2 separate regions of the Danio rerio genome follow, and region 1 is linked to region 2. Evidence: chromatin contacts called from public Micro-C data. All regions are on one chromosome and are shown on one strand. Each heading gives the region's core, a stretch centred on a gene start, on an enhancer-like site or on the middle of the called end of the contact. The rest is flanking DNA. Distances are from core to core; before and after follow the strand shown.

Region 1 (3,366 bases), core at 224-2,723, 230 kb after region 2:
CTGACCATTCACCTGATATTGGACTACGACTCTGAATTTGCCTACATACATCTGTTAGCTCCTGGTTGGGACCATTGCTTGCCTGAGCATCTCTGCATAAAAAACCCTGCATTTCGATCCTCACTTCCTTTGTCCTGTTTCCTTTCACATTACAGTTATATTGAGACATCTGTTTATATTTTCCAAAACAATTAACCACAGAGTTATGAGATCAGAAAAATGTCAGTCAGTAAACATTTGTTATATTTTAAATGAGGAAAATAAACATGCGTTATGGATTTGACAAAAAAAAGTTTGCGAGTTTATAGTAGACACTTTGTAGAAATTCTGTGAAATAAACTGCACAACACAAGAGAAGTGATGCTAATCAACAGGATTAGAGTCGGCTCTCTATAAAATAAAAAAAAACTTTGATTTTATTTTATTTGACATTTTTGCATTTATGAGGATAAAACTTTATGGATTTCACACTTTTCCGTTATGGATGTGACATGTGAAATTGGTAAATCAAATATAATAGTTTAAAAACACTAACAGAAACATTTTGAGCATGTTAAAAGTACTGTAAAATGCTTACACAAAATTTTGAAATAATTTCTCTATTTGGCAATTTTTGGCCAGGTAAACATTTGCATGAAATTACTCAAGATATTGAGAATGTCAGCTTTACAAATTTTTTCTTTATTTATGTTCAGATTTAATGTAGGAAAGTGACTTTTTGGGCATTTTTAGTAACAATATATTATTGGTTTATATAATTCCTATTATTAAATATACCTGATTTGATTACCTGCTTTTTGTAACTCACTGTACACAATAAAGTGTAGGCAATATATCATGTCACACTAATAAAATGTAAAAAAAAAGCCACTTTAATAAGCTTTTTCACCAAAATCTTAAACATTTAAAAGCCTAAAATATGAGAAACACCCATGAGTTACAAAAGACAGAAACTATTAACTTTTTGACAGTGCACTAATATATGTGTAATAACAACCCCTGTAGTTATCATACAATGTAAAGACATTTATATAACTATTAAACACTTACAGGAAAAAGAGGAGAAGGCGTATGAGTAGTTGTAGGTAAAGAATCTCCTCTTCCGAAACCCAGTGCGTCCACATTAAAGGTAAACTGATTCCTTCCACGACCTCTGCTCATCCCTGCCATCACGACACCTTTAAAATCAACAAAATTATTAATATTTTTGTATATTACTATAATAATTAAAATCAGCACATTTATATAAATGAAATATGAAAAATGAAATAGAAATACAACATTACTAGTCAAAATGAAACCAATAAAACTCACAACCACTAAGCTATGGTGATATTTTAGTCATTTCAGATTAATCAAAAGTACAGTTTACCTCGAAATGTTTTTTCAGGTTCAGTGGATGAAACCGGTGTAATTTATGGAGTCGTGAATTCAGCAAAGTCTCTTAGATATCCGCAAAGGTCGACATCTGCCTGCCGAGTGCCATGAATGAGGTACAGTAAAGGACTTGGACACGTGGTAGCTGTGTTTACATCAGGCATAAATCCACGTGGGGTCCGTCTCGGTTTACAGTCCAACCAGAAAGAATCCTCGCTTAAAGAGTTCCTAGCAAAGGCAGCACGCTATTGCATAGCTATTACAACGGTTATTACGAGCATTATAGCATATATGTAAATTGTATTACGTTTGAATACTACGTGTAACATATTTACACCTGAGAGATTTTACTTAATGAGGTGATGTGAGAAATCATCAGTGTTGCGCTTCTTTGGGGGCGGGGCTTTTGGTAATGGTTTAGACATTTAATACATTTAAAATGTATTCATATTTTTAAAAAGTGTGTAGTCTAAGTAAAAGATGTACACTCTTCTAAAAGTCTTGTATTGATTATAAATCAATACAAACTTTGGTGGATGAAAAAAAAAGATTACAATATTTATTTGCTAGTTTATAAATCTTGGAAGAAGTGCTCCATTTTGGTGTCAAATTACAAAGGCATTTAAAAAAGCATAAAATGCACAAAAAGTGTTTATTAATCGATTATTAATTCATTCATTCATTATATCATTCATTCATTTTCTTTTCGCTTAGTCCCATTATTAATCTGGGGTCGCCACAGCGTAATGAACCGCCAACTTATCCAGAACATGTTTTACGCAGCCGATGCCCTTTCAGCTGCAACCCATCACTAGGAAACACCCATACACATTCATTCACACACATACCTACCTAATTTAGCCTACCTAATTCATCTGTACCGCATGGACTGTGGTGGAAACCGGAGCACCCGGAGGAAACCCACGCAAACGCAGGGGGAACATGCAAACTGCACACAGAAATGCCAACTCAGCCGAGGCTCGAACCAGCGACCTTCTTCCTGTGAGGCGACTCAGGAGAGAGTGCTACCCACTGCACCACCGCGTCACTCAAAAAGTGTTTACTTTCTACGAATAACTACACATAGTTAGTGTGCGTATGCGTGTGTGTGTGTGTGTGTGTGTGTGTGTGTGCACAGGAATGTGCAGTATTTATGATACACGTATTTCAAATTTATATTTTAAATACAAAATAGTATTTTGCAATTTGTATTCGATAGGGTTCATGAAAGTGAGTTAATGTTTTTCATCAAAATACTGTAGTGTCTTGTATTTTAGTATTTTTAAAATACTGTAAAATACTACAGCTGAAGTCAGAATTATTAGCCTCCTTTTATTTTTTTTTCTATTTTAAATATTTCCCAAATGATGTTTAGCAGCAAGGAATTTTTCATAGTATGTCTGATAATATTTTTCTTCTTGGAAAGTCTTATTTGTTTTATTTCGGCTAGAATAAAAGCAGTTTAAAAAAAAACATTTTTAGGACAAAATTATTAACCCCTTTAAGCTATATTTTGTTTCGATAGTCTACAGAACAAACCATCAATATACAATAACTTTTCTAATTACCCTAACCTGCCTAGTTAACCTAATTAACCTTTTTAAGCCTTTAAATGTCACTTTAAGCTGTATAGAAGTGTCTTGAAAAATATCTAGTTAAATATTATTTATTGTCAATATGGCAAAGATAAAACAAATCAGTTATTACAGATGAGTTATTAAATCTATTATGTTTAGAAATGTGTTAAAAAAAATCTTCTCTCCAGGTCAAAATAATACAGGAAAATAAGACAAACAACATAAATTCCTACACTGGCGATAACTACAAACCGTCATCGGCTTTTTTAAATGCCAGTAGCTGATCTGCAGTTGCTCTTTATAGTTAAATACAAATTTTGACATAGTTAATCAGTATGAGACAAAAATATTAAATAATACTCCAGTCTACACACTGGTCAAAAACTCCCAACTCGGGTTTTATGGAAGCAAA
Region 2 (3,100 bases), core at 524-3,023:
TTTCCCCCACAGTCCAAAGACATGCGGTACAGGTGAATTGGGTAGGCTTAATTGTCCGTAGTGTATGAGTGTTTGTGTGTGGATGTTTCCCAGAGATTCCGCTGTGGCGACCCCGGATTAATAAAGGGACTAAGCCAATGAACTTTGTGCCATTCTTTAATAGACCCAAGATTACCAAAACCCACGCGAACATGGGGACAACATGCAAACTCCAAACAGAAACGCCAACTGATCCAGCGGGGACTCGAACCAGCGACCTTCTTGCTGTGAGGCGACAGTGCTAACCGCTGAACCACCGTGCCACCCTATAATAATAATAATAAAATTAGCTAAATTATCACAACCTCTTTAATATTTTTTAATGACGTTATAGCTTTTGAATTCTAAATTAATTAATCTTAAATTAATAATTAATAATAAAGCGTATAGTTACAATCTTCCAGTAAATAGTCTATAGCCTATTTCAAAGAAAAAAAATTAAAAGTATGACACACATACATTTCCAAACCAAACTTCTGTCAGTTCACAGAAAATCATTCGACATTTCAGTATTTTGTGTCCAAACCCAATATTCTATAGACTAGACACAGCTGTATAGTAATTTTTTTTCCAAAGAAAAAAAAAACTTTAATAAGTAGAATTTCCTTTTAGGCTAAAGCAGGGGTGCCCACACTTTTTCCTATAAAGGACCAAAAACCAAACTTGATTGAGGGCTGTGGGTCCAAGTTTAAGATACCAAACCGTATTACATTAAATTTGCCATGGGTAGGCCTAATTTTAAAGTCCTTTGCGTATTATTCGAAAATAACTAGAAATCATTGCTTTAAAACATATCAAATAATGATGCAGTATAATTTTTATCATTTTATAATGAACTTATTATAGTAAAAACATAAATAATCCCATTTATAACACAATGGAGTCCAGTGCGGAATACACTAGTCAAGCTGCTCCTGCCTTTGCCTTGATTTGTTTGTTGATGTTTTGTGCATCTGTCAAGTGAAAGTTTTTACATTTTTAAAAGTCTGATTCATTTACAACATTTTAGTTGGCTTTGTTTCTAGTCCCTTAATTAAACAAAGAAACAAAAGGGTATATTCATTTTTAAAATCAAGTCTCTGTTGAAGGCATTCGCCCCAACCAACTCCCCATCATTTTCCCTCTCTTTTCAGATGGGACGGCGAGCTAAAAGTTACCATGGGCCAACTTGGCCCGCAGGCTCTACTTTGGGCCCTTTTGGGCTAAAGCATCTAAAAGCGCTACATGCAGAGATCTGGAGTGTGTGCTGAGCTGAACTTTCTCCCCGAAACTATAGCCTACCTGAATTTCAACCTGAACAATGTACGTCTCAAGTGTTTAAACACACGAAAGAAGGATGTCAACCTCTCTCTATTAGCCTAATCAACATTATACCTATTTACGCTGCGGTTGCAATAGAGTATAAGAATACTGTACTTTTCGAATGACATGCCACATATGAGAACCAAGCGCACTGTTGGAGAGTAAATTGCTATTCCCATAACCACAACCAAGTTTGAATAGTTTTTCTTTAAAAATCACAGGCTAAAATAATTTAACTCAATATCAACAATAGACTAGGTTACTTTGGTGGTCTATAACAGCTCTTAGCTTACTGCATCAGATCATCCATGCTTTCCCAGTGATAGGTTGCAGCTGGAAGGGCATCCACTGTGTGAAACATATGCTGGATAAGTTGGTGGTTCATTCCGCTGTGGCGACCCCAGATTAAAAAAAGGGACTAAGCTGAAAAGAAAATTAGTGAATGAATGAAGATCATTTATGCGTCTTCTGATTTTTTTATCTGTAAAGTTTGCCATTTAATATGATCAAAATTAGGTTAATGTTTACATTTTATGTGTTAACAGCACACGTTTAATTTCAAGCACAATAATATAATTCTTGAGCTCTTTAGAAACGTTTCACAAACAATTTAAATCTTATTTCGGTTTGCACTGGTTGACAGTGCCGAAAAGCCAGTTTCGAGGTCGGCGCTAAGCCTCAAATCTTCTTTGCTCATATTACTAATCTTACCACCCGCTCCCCTGACCTACCTATTAAATCAGTGAAAGCTTGAGACGACAGTCTTGCGGAATATAGAACATAGGCTTGCTGCTGCATGAATAATTACTCAGCAAATGTTGATTAATTATATAAGTCTGGAGAGAATTAGAAAGCTGTAAAAGTATTTACCTGGTTCACATGTGAATAATGGGATATTTACCTACTGCTTAAACAGAAGGAATGAACAGACGGACCAGGTGCGATGCAGGACAACTCGCGCCTTTAGGGACGAGTAGTCTTTAGTGCTGCTTTGTAGAGCTCAAATTTGATATTAAGCATTTGTTATCGTGGGTTTGGTGAGTTATAGTGTTTCTCAGAGATAACAAATGTGCCTTTGAGCGGTTATTGTTCAAATGACCGTGGAGGATAAGTTTCAGCACTTTGGATGTCCTTTTGATTCGCAAAGGAAATACTCATTGGATTTCGAACAGCGAATTTGCTGTCTTGAAAAAACTCAGGTAAGAGAATAGTTTTCAGTTTCACGTGTAAAAGAGTTGTCTATTGCCTAAAGTGCTATAATACATTGTAACATGTTAAAAGCTTGAACAATGCGTATAAATTGGATAAACGTTGCACATTTATTTTACAAAAAATTAAAGGTTACATTGCCTAATGTAATTATCCACTGCACTTGTAACAAACTAGCTTTGTCACGTATGCCTTTCTGGTTTGGCTAATACGTGACATATTCCTGTTCAACGTGTTCAGATATGGTCAAACTTTGACAGTCTGTTCTGTTTGTTTAAGTTTACAGAGAAAAATAAACGCTCATCAGCACAACTGACAGCAAACCCCTCCCTCATGTTTGCACTATAGACACCAGCATTGATAGAACAACTTCAACATTTAACCATTGTATCCCCAAGGAAATGTTTGTCAGGTTTATATTTCTCAATGTGTGTGGAGAATAGTGGTATTAAACTGATTGGGAGAATTATTAATTTGACCGCAAATAGGTAAACAAAGAGAGACAATAGCATGATAAACACTTTTTACTTTAATAAGACAATATAGGCCA

Evidence for each region. A called contact is a pair of places that touch in the nucleus more often than the background predicts.
Region 1: a Micro-C map of caudal fin shows a contact between it and region 2, with 4 times the contacts expected there. The contact joins the promoter of polr3gla here to the promoter of sema4ab in region 2. A contact is called at or near these places in 2 of 18 Hi-C or Micro-C datasets (caudal fin and an unstated tissue).

Annotation. Positions count from the first base shown.
Region 1 is chr19:26,965,101-26,968,466 of GRCz12tu, forward strand. It overlaps polr3gla (RNA polymerase III subunit GL a), which reads right to left and starts at 1,474. Exons shown (of 8, transcript NM_001004639.1): 1 at 1,373-1,474; 2 at 1,051-1,178. The coding sequence starts at 1,170. The region is part of intron 4 of si:dkeyp-92c9.4; the gene reads left to right.
Region 2 is chr19:26,730,085-26,733,184 of GRCz12tu, forward strand. sema4ab (sema domain, immunoglobulin domain (Ig), transmembrane domain (TM) and short cytoplasmic domain, (semaphorin) 4Ab) reads left to right here and starts at 1,774. Exons shown (of 15, transcript XM_073931748.1): 1 at 1,774-2,540. LOC101882070 reads right to left here and starts at 2,304. Exons shown (of 10, transcript XM_073931749.1): 1 at 1,635-2,304.